Regions from separate parts of the Mus musculus genome. Here regions 2, 3, 4 and 5 are each linked to region 1. The links are chromatin contacts, called in public ChIA-PET, HiChIP or PLAC-seq and promoter capture Hi-C maps. All regions are on one chromosome and are shown on one strand. The core of a region is the stretch at or near the end of the contact, and the rest is flanking DNA. Distances in the headings are between cores, read along the strand shown.

The links. Promoter capture Hi-C pulls out the DNA fragments that hold promoters and counts their contacts. ChIA-PET counts read pairs in DNA pulled down with a chosen protein or histone mark. HiChIP or PLAC-seq counts read pairs in DNA pulled down with a chosen protein or histone mark.
Region 2: a contact with region 1 is called in an H3K27ac HiChIP or PLAC-seq map of embryonic fibroblasts, with 15 times the contacts expected there. The contact joins the enhancer-like site here to the promoter of Tgfb1 in region 1. A contact is called at or near these places in 7 of 39 promoter capture datasets (the 3T3-L1 cell line, the HPC-7 cell line, cranial neural crest and 3 more), 1 of 484 Hi-C or Micro-C datasets (the HL-1 cell line) and 12 of 115 datasets of contacts at active chromatin or transcription factors (the SCID.adh cell line, astrocytes, differentiating embryonic stem cells and 7 more).
Region 3: an RNA polymerase II ChIA-PET map of memory CD8 T cells shows a contact between it and region 1, with 3 times the contacts expected there. The contact joins the enhancer-like site here to the promoter of Tgfb1 in region 1. A contact is called at or near these places in 2 of 39 promoter capture datasets (cranial neural crest and hippocampal neurons) and 1 of 115 datasets of contacts at active chromatin or transcription factors (memory CD8 T cells).
Region 4: a contact with region 1 is called in a promoter capture Hi-C map of hippocampal neurons, with 2.4 times the contacts expected there. The contact joins the promoter of Cadm4 here to the promoter of Tgfb1 in region 1. A contact is called at or near these places in 8 of 39 promoter capture datasets (cranial neural crest, embryonic stem cells, frontonasal cranial neural crest and 5 more) and 2 of 115 datasets of contacts at active chromatin or transcription factors (astrocytes and pancreatic cancer cells).
Region 5: an H3K27ac HiChIP or PLAC-seq map of bone marrow-derived dendritic cells shows a contact between it and region 1, with 4 times the contacts expected there. The contact joins the promoter of Phldb3 here to the promoter of Tgfb1 in region 1. A contact is called at or near these places in 5 of 39 promoter capture datasets (cranial neural crest, frontonasal cranial neural crest, hippocampal neurons and 2 more), 4 of 115 datasets of contacts at active chromatin or transcription factors (bone marrow-derived dendritic cells, extraembryonic endoderm stem cells, regulatory T cell precursor and 1 more) and 1 of 9 other capture datasets (adipose tissue).

The regions. Positions count from the first base shown.
Region 1 is chr7:25,685,655-25,688,450 of GRCm38.p6, forward strand. It overlaps Tgfb1 (transforming growth factor, beta 1), which reads left to right and starts at 1,348. Exons shown (of 7, transcript NM_011577.2): 1 at 1,348-2,569. The coding sequence starts at 2,215. B9d2 (B9 protein domain 2) reads left to right here. Exons shown (of 4, transcript NM_001362154.1): 4 at 327-908. The coding sequence ends at 640.
Region 2 is chr7:27,217,374-27,220,169 of GRCm38.p6, forward strand. Itpkc (inositol 1,4,5-trisphosphate 3-kinase C) reads right to left here. Exons shown (of 7, transcript NM_181593.3): 2 at 2,227-2,329. Among named protein-coding and RNA genes, the nearest start is that of Itpkc, 9.8 kb to the right of the region's middle. Within about 2 kb of position 1,463, at least 28 of the 459 cell types and tissues checked have an H3K27ac peak or open chromatin away from gene starts, as enhancers often do. A contact at or near this core is called in embryonic fibroblasts, where this site is marked.
Region 3 is chr7:24,429,510-24,432,305 of GRCm38.p6, forward strand. It overlaps Irgc1 (immunity-related GTPase family, cinema 1), which reads right to left. Exons shown (of 2, transcript NM_001358033.1): 2 at 2,410-2,796. The coding sequence ends at 2,490. Among named protein-coding and RNA genes, the nearest start is that of Irgc1, 4.6 kb to the right of the region's middle. Within about 2 kb of position 1,347, at least 71 of the 459 cell types and tissues checked have an H3K27ac peak or open chromatin away from gene starts, as enhancers often do. A contact at or near this core is called in memory CD8 T cells, where this site is marked.
Region 4 is chr7:24,480,694-24,483,489 of GRCm38.p6, forward strand. It overlaps Cadm4 (cell adhesion molecule 4), which reads left to right and starts at 1,330. Exons shown (of 9, transcript NM_153112.3): 1 at 1,330-1,469. The coding sequence starts at 1,406.
Region 5 is chr7:24,609,897-24,612,692 of GRCm38.p6, forward strand. It overlaps Phldb3 (pleckstrin homology like domain, family B, member 3), which reads left to right and starts at 1,432. Exons shown (of 15, transcript NM_001102613.1): 1 at 1,432-1,682; 2 at 2,601-2,783. The coding sequence starts at 1,449.

The DNA.
Region 1 (2,796 bases), core at 98-2,597:
AAGCTGAGGTGCTGACCTGGGGGCCTGGGAGAGTGAAGAGACCACAAAGGGAGGTCAGACGAGGCCAGACTTGACTTGAGAGGTTGGACTTTGTTCTGTGGCCCAGGGGAGTCATGGGAGGGTTTTGAGCAAGAGGGTAATGTGGATTGCTCTAGATTCCTGTGACTACTATGTGGAGTGAGTGGGAGATGAGAACCCAGAGAGGAAATTCAGGCAATAATCCAAGGTAAAAGTACTGTGCGAGGTCTCCAGTGGTTTCAATGCTGGGAACCCGGGAGCAGGGTTCTGCCCCTTTGTCCTTTTCTCTAACGCCTCTCCTCCCGCAGGTTGGCCTCGACTCCATCTCCAGGTGTGGTCCCAGGACAGCTTTGGCCGCTGCCAGCTTGCTGGCTATGGCTTTTGCCATGTGCCTAGCAGCCCAGGCACTCATCAGCTGGACTGCCCTACATGGAGGCCCCTGGGCAGTTGGAGGGAGCAGCTAGCACGGGCTTTCGTGGGTGGTGGGCCACAGCTGCTGCACGCAGATACCATCTACAGCGGGGCTGACCGCTACCGCCTGCACACGGCCGCGGGTGGCACAGTGCACCTTGGTATCGGCCTGCTGCTGCGCCACTTCGATCGCTATGGAGTGGAGTGTTGAGGGACTTCATTGCTACTAATCGCCATCATCCACTGAGCACATAATGGCACAGCAGTGAAGCAGGCACGTGGACTCTGGAGACTGTCAGTCCTGATCACCCCCAAGTCATGGCCCCTATGCCATGGACTGCAAGGCCAGGAACTCCCCTGTGGCCCATGCTCCACTGAACTACGGGGTAGAAAGGGCTGTGGGTTGGAGGGACATGAGCAGGGCCCACTGTTTGGACTGTCGGGGGCACTTAATAAAAGCGTGTATTTCTCATGGGTAAGGTGCCTCCTTGTATCCGCTAAAGCTCTCAGACGTCGGTCTCCTTATTTCACTCTCCTTGACACTCTCATCCGCAAAGTCTGCCCCTGCCTTTCGCTCTCCACCGCCTAGGTCCCCACTTCTAATACAGGACTCTGTTTTCTCACGAAGTCCCAATTTTTCCTTTGACCCTTCAACAACTCCCAAATCCACCGGGGCGCTTTGGTTGGTCACCGGCTTTAGTAGTGCTCCGCCGCCAGGAGGCAGCACCCTGGAGGTGGGGCGAGGCCGGGGTGCCCGCCCCCTCCCCGCAGGGCTGAAGGGACCCCCCTTGGAGCCCGCCCACGCTAAGATGAAGACAGTGCCCCCCCATGCCCTCCCCCTGGGGCTGCCCCCGCCCCGCGCGCGCTTCCTGGGTGGGGCCGGGGCGGCTTCAAAACCCCCGCCGCCCCAGCCGGTCCCGCCGCCGCCGCCGCCCTTCGCGCCCCAGGCCGTCCCCCTCCTCCTCCCGCCGCGGATCCTCCAGACAGCCAGGCCCCCGGCCGGGGCAGGGGGGACGCCCCTTCGGGGCACCCCCGGCTCTGAGCCGCACTCGGAGTCGGCCTCCGCTGGGAGCCGGCAAAGGAGCAGCCGAGGAGCCGTCCGAGGCCCCAGAGTCTGAGACCAGCCGCCGCCGCAGGGAGGAGGGGGAGGAGGAGTGGGAGGAGGGACGAGCTGGTTGAGAGAAGAGGAAAAAAGTTTTGAGACTTTTCCGCTGCTACTGCAAGTCAGAGACGTGGGGACTTCTTGGCACTGCGCTGTCTCGCAAGGAGGCAGGACCTGAGGACTCCAGACAGCCCTGCTCACCGTCGTGGACACTCGATCGCTACCCGGCGTTCCTCAGACGCCCCTATTCCGGACCAGCCCTCGGGAGCCACAAACCCCGCCTCCCGCGAAGACTTCACCCCAAAGCTGGGGCGCACCCCTTGCACGCCGCCCTCCCCCCAGCCTGCCTCTTGAGTCCCTCGCATCCCAGGACCCTCTCTCCCCCGAGAGGCAGATCTCCCTCGGACCTGCTGGCAGTAGCTCCCCTATTTAAGAACACCCACTTTTGGATCTCAGAGAGCGCTCATCTCGATTTTTACCCTGGTGGTATACTGAGACACCTTGGTGTCAGAGCCTCACCGCGACTCCTGCTGCTTTCTCCCTCAACCTCAAATTATTCAGGACTATCACCTACCTTTCCTTGGGAGACCCCACCCCACAAGCCCTGCAGGGGCGGGGCCTCCGCATCCCACCTTTGCCGAGGGTTCCCGCTCTCCGAAGTGCCGTGGGGCGCCGCCTCCCCCATGCCGCCCTCGGGGCTGCGGCTACTGCCGCTTCTGCTCCCACTCCCGTGGCTTCTAGTGCTGACGCCCGGGAGGCCAGCCGCGGGACTCTCCACCTGCAAGACCATCGACATGGAGCTGGTGAAACGGAAGCGCATCGAAGCCATCCGTGGCCAGATCCTGTCCAAACTAAGGCTCGCCAGTCCCCCAAGCCAGGGGGAGGTACCGCCCGGCCCGCTGCCCGAGGCGGTGCTCGCTTTGTACAACAGCACCCGCGACCGGGTGGCAGGCGAGAGCGCCGACCCAGAGCCGGAGCCCGAAGCGGACTACTATGCTAAAGAGGTCACCCGCGTGCTAATGGTGGACCGCAACAACGGTGAGCTCCGAGGGGCCGGGGAGCCAGGAGGGAGCCCCCAGGGGGCGCCGGAGTGCAGGGGTCACCGGGAGGAAATTACCCTCAGAGGAAACTGGCTGGAGGAAGGGGAGCCCTGGGGGCACCGGGACAACTGTGTGGGTGTCCCAAAGAGGCTGGCACTTTCCCGTACCCCAGGTGTCTTTGAGAGGAATAGACAGCCTGCCAAAGTGATCCTCTCCTAGAAAAGC
Region 2 (2,796 bases), core at 213-2,712, 1.5 Mb after region 1:
GCCTGCCACCCAGTGCTGGGGTAAGGTCATGGGCTCCCATGCACAGCTCACTCCTGGCTTTAAACTGGCCTATCTCTACTCTGTGTCCATACACGGTCCTGTATACAGCACAGTAGTCCAGTATGCGTTTGTAATTTAAAAAATATTTACTTTTAATTGTGTGTGTGTGTGTGTGTGTGTGTGTGTGTGTGTGTGTTAACAGAGGCCAGAAGAAGTCATCGGGTCCCCTAGAGCTGGATATATAGTCCATTGAGAGCTGCCCAACATGGATGCTGGGAACCAGACTTGGCCCTTCTGAAAAGAACAATGCATGCTCTTCACTACTGAACCATCTTGTCAGGCACGTTTTTGCTATTCCGTGAGAACCTGAGCATGGCGTGACTGAGGTTGCAAGTGTGCCAGGACCACCCTGTGACGGTAGTTCTCCCTTCTACACAGACATGGATTCTGGGCATTCAGCTCAGGCTGTCCGGCTTACTCAGCTAGCTATCTCGGAGGCCTGTTTTGTAACTTTAATGGGTGCTCTTGTCCTCTGAGGTAACCGTGACATATCAGTTAACAACATAACTCTCCTCATAGGATTCCCCAGGGGACAGCCACTTAGCGTGATTTAAATTAATTTTTGCTAGAAACAGAATCTTCAGCCTATAGTTCCAGAAATTAGAAGGTTTAGGCAGGAGGACAGACACAAGTTTGAGCCCAGTCCAAGACACACAGTGAATTCAAGGCAAACTGGATTGGATTATATGGCAACACTCTGGGTATAAAAAAAATAAATAAATTCATAATTCTGACATTATCTGGAGCACGTGCATGGCTAAGATAAGAGTTCCAAACTTTTGCTTTTTTTTCCTTATGGCAAAAGGATAGTTTTGCTTTGCTTTGCTTTGTTGACATAAGGTCTTGCTATGTAGCCCAGGCTGGTCTCAAAATTGACAATCCCCCTGCCTCAGCCTTTTTTTTTGTTTTGTTTTGTTTTTTTGTTTTTTTTCGAGACAGGGTTTCTCTTTATAGCCCTGGCTGTCCTGGAACTCACTTTGTAGACCAGACTGGCCTTGAACTCAGAAATCCGCCTGGCTCTGCCTCCTGAGTGCTGGGACTAAAGGCGTGCACCACCACGCCTGGCTTCTGCCTCAGCTTTCTAAGTGCTGGAACTATAAATATGTGCCAAACCAGGCTTGGTGATGCAATCCTTTAACCCCAGCATTTAGGAAGCCGAGACAGGAATCTGCACTCTTTTTGAGTCCAGTCAGGGCTACACAGTAGACCCTGCCTCAAACAAACAAGCAAGTAATAAAATAGGCGGCCAAGGCCAGCTTTCAGCTTAACATTCTTCAAAGATGGTGGCAACAGTGTTTTCTGTTTTACCTAGGATCTTGCTGGGTGATGAGACACACACAGAGGCCATATGGTAAGCCCTGTTTTTCTTCCAAGTGAGTCACAGGACAAAACCATTTGGCTTTGGTTCGCTGAGAGTCTGCCACGTGGGAGACACAGGAGAGTCCAGGGACTGGTCGCTGTGTTTCTCAACAGCCTGTCCCACTCTCTCAATGTTTTGCTCTCAATTCTTCAGTTAATCCTGCAAGGACGGCCAGGCAGTGGTGGTGCACGCCTTTAATCCCAGCACTTGGGAGGCAGAGGCAGGCAAATTTCTGAGTTCAAGGTCAGCCTGGTCTACAGAGTGAGTTCCAGGACAGCCAGGGCTACACAGAGAAACCCTGTTTCAAGAAAAAAAAAAAACAAACAAACAAAAAAAACCCCACAAAAACAAACAAACAAACAAAAAATCCTGCAAGGGCAGTAATATGTGGGGAAGGAACTGAATCCCAAGGAGTCACCCATAAGTAAGTAGGATGTGAAGCAGTACCCACCCACTCCAAAGCTGAGACTCAACCCACAGACAAGGCCTAGCCAAGCATGATAGTGCAGCAGCCTTTGATCCCAGCACTCAGAGGGCAGAGACAGGTGGATCTTTGTGAATTCAAGGCCAGCCTGGTCTACAAAGTGAGTTCTAGGCCAGCAAGGACTATATGGAGCCTATCTCAAAATAAATAAATAAAATAATTACTAGGCCTAAATGTTTTTCATAGCAGCCCCATAGGTGGGGTTCTGTCTCCAAGCCAAGTCTCACTCTAAAGGCAGTGAGACTAGACAGAGCAGGGCTTTCGTAGCCCCTACACCTACACCAAGCCCTGACGATCTGTTGGCCAAGGCCCCCAAGCTCACCAGCGTGTCCGGAAAGCTGGACCCAGGGATAGTAGTGCTTATGGAAGGAGACCACGAAGGGCGAGTACTTCAGAACTGTCTTCAGCTTCTTCCAGGGCTTGCTCTGTAGGGAGGGTGAGCATGAGGAATGGATCAAGACCAGGGAATTACTGTCCTGGAGGTTTCCTAGGATCAGGGTCCCCCAGTGGAGGTGATGCAACCCCACCTAGTCCAATGATGATGCGGCTACTTAGTAGGGGAAGAGTCTGTCTCTTACTTTCTTTGTTCTGTCTCTGTGTCTTTGTCATAGGAGGAAGGATAGGCTAAATTTGGTTACCAAAATTCAGTATATACCCTAAAACCCGTAGTCACAAAGCACAGAAGCCAAACCTCCTGCCTCTCAATAAGGTCAGGTCTGGGGCAAACCATTGAGACAGAGTGGAGGAATGGAGGCAGACCAGAGAGACAGAGGCCTGACAAAGGTGATGGAGACTGAGAGAGTGCAGGTTGCCGAGCAAGCGCTCTGGCTCGTCCTCCTCCCGGACAGCTCTGTGCCCTCTTGACCTGAGGTTATTGACTCGCTATGCCAGT
Region 3 (2,796 bases), core at 97-2,596, 1.3 Mb before region 1:
ATCCTGGAATCCTGAGGAAGCAGATGGGAGCGACTTGGGGGAGCCCAGCTCCCTTGTCCCACATCCTTGTCTGCCACCTGCTTTGTGCAGTCTCCAGAACCTTCCCGAGAGTTTCATGAAGCTTGGAAAGCTTCCCGCGATGTAACTGCCAGGCTGGATCCCAGCCCAGCCTTCCTCCACACAGGAGGCACAGGAGGCAGAGCCTGGAGGATTCGGCTCTCAGTTACTTCTTCCGCTGCAGCCCAGTCGGGCATCCAGTTGACCCTCCAAAAGGAGGTCAGGCTGTTTCTGCTGCTCAGACTACAGAAGCTCCAAGATGAGCTTCCCAGCCTGCCCTGGACCCTCCGTCTCTCCCAGAGCGGCCAGTCACAGGGCAGCTGATCACACCCATCCACCTGCCCCTGCCTCTCTAGCTCTCGCGAACCACAAATGTGACTTTTCATCTCGCACTGCCAAGTTCCTATCACACGGCTGCGTCAGCAGCTCAGGCATGCAGCTCCTTCTTTCAGATTGTCCCAGGCCATCCTAGGCTGGGCACGCTGGGCAGGAAATCAAAAATCAGCTTCCACACAGTCCCTAAGCCTCAATGAGGCCTCTGCACTATTGGAAACGTTTAATATTTTTATGAATTTTTCTTGACAGGCTTTCTCTGTGTAGCTCTGGGTGTCCTGGAACTCACTCTGTAGATCAGGTTAGCTTTGAACTCAGAGATCCACCTGCCTCTGCCCCACAAGTTCTGGAATTAAAGGTGTGTACTAGGGCTAGAGAGATGACTCAGAGGTTAAGAGCACTGACTGCTCTTCCAGAGGTCCTGAGTTCAATTCCCAGCAACCACATGGTGGCTCACAACCATCTGAAATGGGATCTGATATTCTGATATTCTCTTCTGTTATGCCTGAAGACAGCTACAGTGGACTCGTATATATAAATCTTAATTTAAAAAAAGGTGTGTGCCACCTCACCTGCCTTTCTGGTAAGTTGAATACTTGTGACCCTTCCTAAACAGGGAGTTCCGGCTTGAGCAGGCCAGTGTCCAGATCACTTTTGTGTATCACCACCATGACTACCACCAAGAATCAAGCACAGAGGAAGGCCTGGGTAGGAGCCATCTCTCACTGGGACATGAGCCTCACCCATGAGCATACCACTCACAGCGGTGTGTCGTCAGATACACCTCCCGACACCAGAAACCCGCCTCAGCCCATCAACCCTTCGCTCTAATCCCCATGACCACACTCCACGACATTGACGTGGTTTGGATCTTACGCACCACCCAAAAGGCCTCTGTTGAAGGCTTGGGTCCTCAATGCAGTGTTCAGAGGTGGGGAGCTGGGGTGCCACTCAGCGGGTAGGATGCTCACTGTGCATGCAGGAGCCTCAGTTCCACCCCAGCACCCGATAAACCAGATGTGGTGATGCACCCCTGTAATTCCTCACTCTGGAGATGGAGGACCGGAGTCAAGATTCTTCAAGATGTAGTTCAATGTCAAGGTGGCCTCTAGGCAGCCTTGTCTCAATGGCAAAGCTTTTAGGAGATGGGGTCACGAAGGGGCTGAAAGCAGCATCGGTGGACATAATATAGAGCCTTGATGGGAGGAAGTGGGTAGCTGAGGTGGATGACTAAGGGCATGGCTTACTGTTTGAGGTGTGTGTGTGTGTGTGTGTGTGTGTGTCTACTTCCTGGTTCCCATGATATAAACAGCCTCACCCGCCATGTCTTCCTGGAGCCAAGAGGTTCTGTCTCACCACAGGACTTTTAGGGTTGAAGCCAACAGATCCGCACTGAGGCCTTTGAATCTGAGAGCCAATGGAAGCCTCTTAAATCTTCAAGTGGCTCTGCTGAAGTGTTTTGTGCAGATCCCCTACCTCAAAATCATGGAAACTTACAGGACTCTAGATGGAATGTAGGTCAGCTGTAGGACACTTGCCCCAAATTCACCAGCTGTAGCTCAGTGTTAAGAGCCCATGCCTAGAATCCCCCAGTGAGGGACTGGGAGTGTGGTTCAGTGGGTAGAGCCCCTGGGATATGATGCTGGACCTACCAGAATGGGGGTAGAGAATGCTTAGGGTTGGGGGCTCCATTTCCATACCCAACAGCAAATTACAATATGGAGTGCCACAAGAAGGTTCTCTCTCTCTCCCCCTTCTCCCCCCCCCCTCACACACACACACACACACACACACACAGCACCTCCCAGGCAATTGACAGTTCTCACCTTGGCCTCATGAGGAGCAAGGAGACCACTGAGAAGCCCTGGTCACCCTGTCCACCCATCCCTCAGCCTCCCTCTCCTCAGGGTCAAGTACCCCTACACTCAGGCCTGTCTGTGTCCCTCTGTAACACCCTCTACACCCACACCCACCCTGCGCGCAGCAACTGCGGTTCTCCCTTTGATCACAGTAGCCCTGTTTGGTTGATGTTGGTTTTTTTTTTAAAGGGCTTGGCTGGTGGGTGAGGCGGAGGTGGGGAGGAGGGGCAGGGCTGCGTTTTATTTGTCTTCTGACAAGTCGCGCCTCTTCCAGCTGTCAAGAATATACTTGAGGAGGAGGCCGAGCTTCCTGCGGGTGGACAGCGGGGCTTCCTCGCTGGTTCCTTCCCCAGTGCTCCGCTTTTCCACTAAATTGTCACCAGCCGCCTCCAAGCTCACCTCACCCCCCTGGGGCTCATCTTCCTCCAGGGCTTTGATGCGGACGCGTTGGGCGTCCTCAGCCATCTCATTGAGACAGCCCTGGAGCATGGTGTAGACCGTGCCGAAGCTGATACCCCCGGCCACCAGCGTGCCGAAAACAGGGATG
Region 4 (2,796 bases), core at 80-2,579, 1.2 Mb before region 1:
GAGTTGATGAATTTGGGACTAAAGACAGAGAGGATGCTGGGAGCTAGGCACTGGACAGGAAGTGTGTCATGTGATGATGACCCTTGGTTGACCTGGATATACAACAGTTTAGAAGTGATGGAGAGAAAATAAAAAGCCGAGCTTTTCAGAATGGGCATATGTTGACCCAGTTTACCTGCTGTCCCTGAGTCCTGTGAGAGGCAGAGGCCACCAGCACCTCACTTTCTTCCTCTTCTTGGTCCTATGAGTCATAAGCCTGCTCCAGGCCTTCAGGTGGCCACAGGGGTGGGTTCAGGGGAACCCACACCCAAGAAGAAAAAAGAGAGCAAAGTTTGGAGGGATGAGTCAGCCCCCCAGGATGAGGAACAGAACCTGAAAGGCAGAGTCACACAGACAGACTTGACTGGACAGTGTGGGAAAGAGTACAGCGTCTGGATGCCATACCTGGAAGATTGCCCCAGGCAGGGGCTTCGCTCTCCCCAGGGCCTAGGGTTAAGACTTCCTTCCAGTCTGGTTAGCTTTCTGGAGGCCCCTCCCAGGGAAAGAAGACTGAAACTTGGCGAGTCATGGTCAGGACTAGAGGGAGGGAGCGGACACTATTCTATGCCCTGCCCAAAGAAGTCCATACCTGCTCAGCCACCCGCTGCTGCCCAGCCTCTCAGTCTTTCCCTGCCCACATTCACTGTGGCATCATCACACTCCTCTCCCCCAAAGCTCACACTCACAGCACACGCCAGCACCCCGCACCTTCGCGCGCTTCCGAGCATCGCCCTCTCGCGCATCTCCCAAGCATCTCCCACGCACCCCCTATGGGTTTCCCAAGCAGCTTCTGCACAACCCCCGTGCATCTTCCCCGCATCTCCCGTGTGTCTTCTATACATTCCCCCGTGCATCTCCCGCGCCTCTCCCACGCATCTCTCGTGCATCTTCCGCGCACACTCCGGTGCATCTCCTGCGCATCTTCCCCGTGTCTCCCGTGCAGCGTCCTCTAGGGAGCTCCGCTAGTCCAGGCTACGCCTGCGCGCACACGCACGCACACCTTTGCACCTTCACACGACCCTCACGACCTTCCGCTCTCCCAAGTCCTCCCCCACTGGCTCCCACGACGCCGTCACGCTCACGCCCTGCCCTCGCGCCCGGGTCCGCATGCTGTCCTGCTCTCCCACCCCCGTGCGCGCCCTTCCGCGCTCCCGTCCTCCCTCTCCCCGCATTGTCTGGGCCCCTCTGTCCCCGTCCGGTCCCCGCCCCTTAGCTGACGCCACGCCCACCAAGGCGCGCAGTGGGCGGAGCAGAGGGCGGGACTGGACTCGGGGGCGGGGTCGACGGCGCGGGAGGTGCAGGTGCCGGGCCGGGAGCGAGCGGCGGCGGCGGTGGCGGCGGCGGTGGCGGCGGCGGCGGCGGCACCATGGGCCGGGCCCGGCGCTTCCAGTGGCCGCTGCTGCTGCTGTGGGCGGCCGCGGCGGGGCCAGGTAGGGTGACGGAGGTGGGGGCCGGGTCGGTGGGCTGGATCGGGGTGACGAGGGAGGTGTGCGTATTGCGGTCGGGTTGGGGAGGGGGTCTCGTCGCTGTGACAGCTGGGTCGCCTGGGGGCCTGCAGAGGCCGGAACAATGCGCTGCGTGGGGGGGGGGGGCTGCGGGAGACCCTCGTCCCCGGGACAAAGCGCAGCGCGGGCCAGGAGCCCAGAGCCGCGGGCAGGGGAGGGGGGACGCGGGCCCCGGCCGCCGTGCCGCAGCCCCCCCACCCCGCACAGGCCCCGATCCCGCGGGGACAAAGGGCCCGAGACCCTCCCTCCCCCTATGTCCCCAAGCCCTCCTTCTCCAGGCCGGTCCCACTGTCCTTCGGTCCTAGTCTTTAGATCTCTCTCTCTCTCTCTCTCTCTCTCTCTCTCTCTCATTTTCCCCCAGCCCTTGTCCTCTGTCCCTCAGTCTTCAAGTCCTGTCCTTCCTTCCCTCTGTCCTCCTTTCTCCTTGTTTCCCCCTTCCCGTTTCTCCACGCCGCCTTTGTCCCCCACCTCTGTCCCTTTTTCCTGGGTCACTCTGCCTGCCCCCCATCCTCTATTCACTCTGCCGCCTCCTGTGCTGCTGTCGTCCCTCTATGTCCCCATTCACCATCTCTCTCCCCGTCTCCTTGACATCCTGTATCTCTTCCCTTCTCTGTCCCCTATCATTCTCCCATTTCTCTAGCAGCCTCTGTTGCCTAGCTGCCTCCTTTCTCCTCTCTACCCCACTGTCTCCCTCTCCCCCAAATCTGCTTCCTCTCTCCATGCATCCTCCATCCTCCTTTTCCCATCTCTGTATCCCTCCTCGCTCCTGGAGAAGAGTGGTGTCAGGCAGGGCAGTGACAGTATAGATGTGTGAAGTGGCATATAGGGAACATTGGCATGTGAGCACACACGTGGATTCCACAAATGTCTCCCCCAAACCCTCCCACCCGTTCACACATCCAAGCCACACTTCACAGAAGAGCCCCCTCCAGGACATCCACATGTCTTTCTCACTCACTATGGGAATCTGGAGGACCCCCCAGCCCCCACCCAAGACACGGTGACCCTGAGGCTGGGGACAAGGTCAGGAAATGTCACCTGAATGCTCACACTTAGAACCCTGTGTTTCTTATATCCACCATGGGACACTCCCCTGCGGTGGGTCAAGTTACTTTGCCCAGGAATCCATCATGGGGAGGCTGCTGGTGAGCAAAGGCAGGGCTGAGGTCTCCTATAGGGAGTTGAGAATTGGGACCAGGTGGCCCAGCCCTCTTTCCTGGCTCCAGTTCTATCCAGTGAGAGTGTTGAACCG
Region 5 (2,796 bases), core at 182-2,681, 1.1 Mb before region 1:
CTAACAAGATGATTTGAGTTCCATGCCTGAATCCCACGTTGGAAGGCACCACTTCCCAAAGATGTCCTATGAGCTCTTTACATGTTGGGTGCCACTTACATACCTGCACTATCTTTCACATACACAAGTAATAATAATTTTAAAAAAGTCATTTAGAATGCTTGTAGATCCTAGGTGTATTTGTTTCCTTCAGCCTCGGTCCCCACAACTGTACAATGGAGACGGTCGATCTCTTTTTTTCTATGGGCTGTGGTGTGGTATGACACTGAGGTGTGTCAAATGTTTTGCACAGCTCTTGATGTCTAACAGTCGGGTTTTGCATACCAGATATTTTCCTGTTTCTGCCCAGAGAGGAAAGGGTCTGGCTGTGACCTTTAACCTCTGTGCCCCACCCCATAGTAAACTGTGTGCGCGTGGGGCACACTCTGTCTCTGGGCAGATCGCTGACTCAGCCCGGGATACCCCCTCCCCTTGTCCGGCTCCCTAAACCGGTCAGGGCCCTTCCAAAGGGCTTATTAGAGGGGAGAGGCCCCCATCTTCATTCCTATCTTCCTTTGAGGATTTCCTAGGCTTCGGCCTTAGGGAGGCTGCTGTATGCAGGTGGCTAAGAAGCCCGGCCCTCCAGGGGCACCGGAGGCTGAGTGGGAGGTCTGGGCGCTGGGCTCTCTCTGGGTGGGGCTGGAGGGGCCGGGATGGCTGGGTGCCTGGGCTGCGGGCGGGGCAGGCTGCTGGCTCCCTCCTCCCAGGAGAGCTGTCGGACCTGTTGTCCCCCCCTCCACTTCCGGGCTGCTGGGGAGGGGGACGGGGCGGCCTCTCTCTCCTCCCTCCTTCCAGCCACCTGTTTAGCCGCAGGAGCGGCAGTGCCCAGTGCAGAGCCAGAAAGAAGGTTGACGACCTACGAGGACCTCCTCCCGGGAAGGAACGGAGGCGTTGGGGCCCCAGGCATATCCGGAGAGGTAGACATTGCCAGCCCCGAGTTCTGGATCTTGGGGTGAGGAGCCTCGGACGCTGATTCCTTACAGGTGGTTCGGGACCCAACTGTGGAGCTCCAAGGAGGAGAGCCGGGCTAGTCCCGAGAGGGTAGAGGAGATGGAATCTCTTGGAGGCAATCCGGGAAACTGGAGAGGGCTGCAGAAGGGGCTCAGGGATGACACATGGAGCAAAGGGAAGGCTCAGCGTGCGACGCCCCAGCACGGGGAGCGTTAGGACCCCGGACTCAAATTCTCTTCCCACCTCTAGGTGTGTGTGTCACCTTCGGAGCCGACAGCCTCTCCCCAGTCGCGAGCGGGTCCCCAGGAAATCTACGCCCGCGGAATGTTCAGAGCTGGTCTCTGAACCTTTAGGTTCCGCCCTCTGGGCAAGCTCAACGCGCTCTAGACCACGCCCACAAACATCAGACCACGCCTCTGAAACTGACCACGCCCACACCACAGGAATCCGAAGCGGCCATGGGGACACCCAGCACCCTAGAGGAGGGCTCCTCGTCTCCAAAGGTTTCGGAATGCGCCGTCGAGGTCCAGCCTCAAGGGGCTGTGCAGCCTCAGGGGCACCCCGAGGATCCCAAAGAGCACAAGGAGCCCGAAGTCCCAGCGGAGCTTCCAAGTTGCCCCGGAGCTGGGCGGCAGGCCGAGGAAGAGGAAGAAGTGGAAGAAGGTAGCAGCACCGAGAGCTGCCGCGAAGAGGTGAGGGATCATCCCCCCGGGGGGGCTGTCCAGACGGACAGACAGACACCCAAGACGACACAGAAGAACATAAAGAGAGAGACTAGACAGAGACCCAGAGTCAAGGAGAGTACCCATAGACAGGCAGAAACACCCTGTTAGACAAAGTTGGATTTGAAGCCAGAGAGACTCGGGTAGAAACATAGAAACTAGATACGACAGAGACACAGGGAGTGAGACATAGACCTAAAAGAGAGACACAGGGAAGACACACAGACCCAGAAGAGAAACAAAAAGAAATGCCAACATAGAAGAGTCTAAGTCAGAGAGAGGGACGGGGGTGGGGGTGGGGGGAAGAAGAGCGATCCAGGGACTCTGAGAAAGAGATCCCAAGAGGTTGAGACTCAGGGACAGATGAGCTCATCGTGTACAAAGACACTTGCTGTCAAATCTGACGACCTGGGTTCGATCCCCAGAACCCTCATTGATGTAAGGCAAGAATCTTCTGATTTCCACTAGCATTCAGGTACAAAAAAGAAAGAAGGAAAGGAAGGAAGGAAGGAAGAAAAAAAAAGAAAGAATAGAGGAAGAAATGGAGGAAGAAAAAAGAAAAGGAGAGAGAAGGGAGAAAGGAAAAAGGAAAAGAAGAAAAGGAAAGGAGGGAAGAAATGAGGAAGAAAGAAAAAAGAAAGGAAGGAAGGAAGGAAGGAAAGAAAAGGAAGCAAGCTCTGCTAGTTCAGCTTCAGAGCATAGTGGCTTTGTATGATGGGTTCAGAACCTGCCGGCTTCCCCGCTTCACGGTCTTCCATTCGGACCCGAAAGGAAGTAGTTGAACTTGGCAGCTCATGACCCCCAGAGGCACTACTGGGGTGGGACCAGACCTGTTTGGTGACTTGAGGGGGGCGAGACTTGTTCTCATCACACCCTCTCTAATTTCAGCCCGAGGCTACGCCTGCCGCGCAGATTCCAGCCACACCTTCCCCATGCCTCCCTTCTGGGGAAGAGCTGCGGGGGGCAGCGCGGCGGCTGCGAGGACAGCAGCTGGAGGCACTGACTCGCGTGGCTCTGATGGAGCAGCGGGTGAAGGAGTTACAGCGCCAGAAGAAGGAACTGAGGATCGAGGTGAGGATGGGGA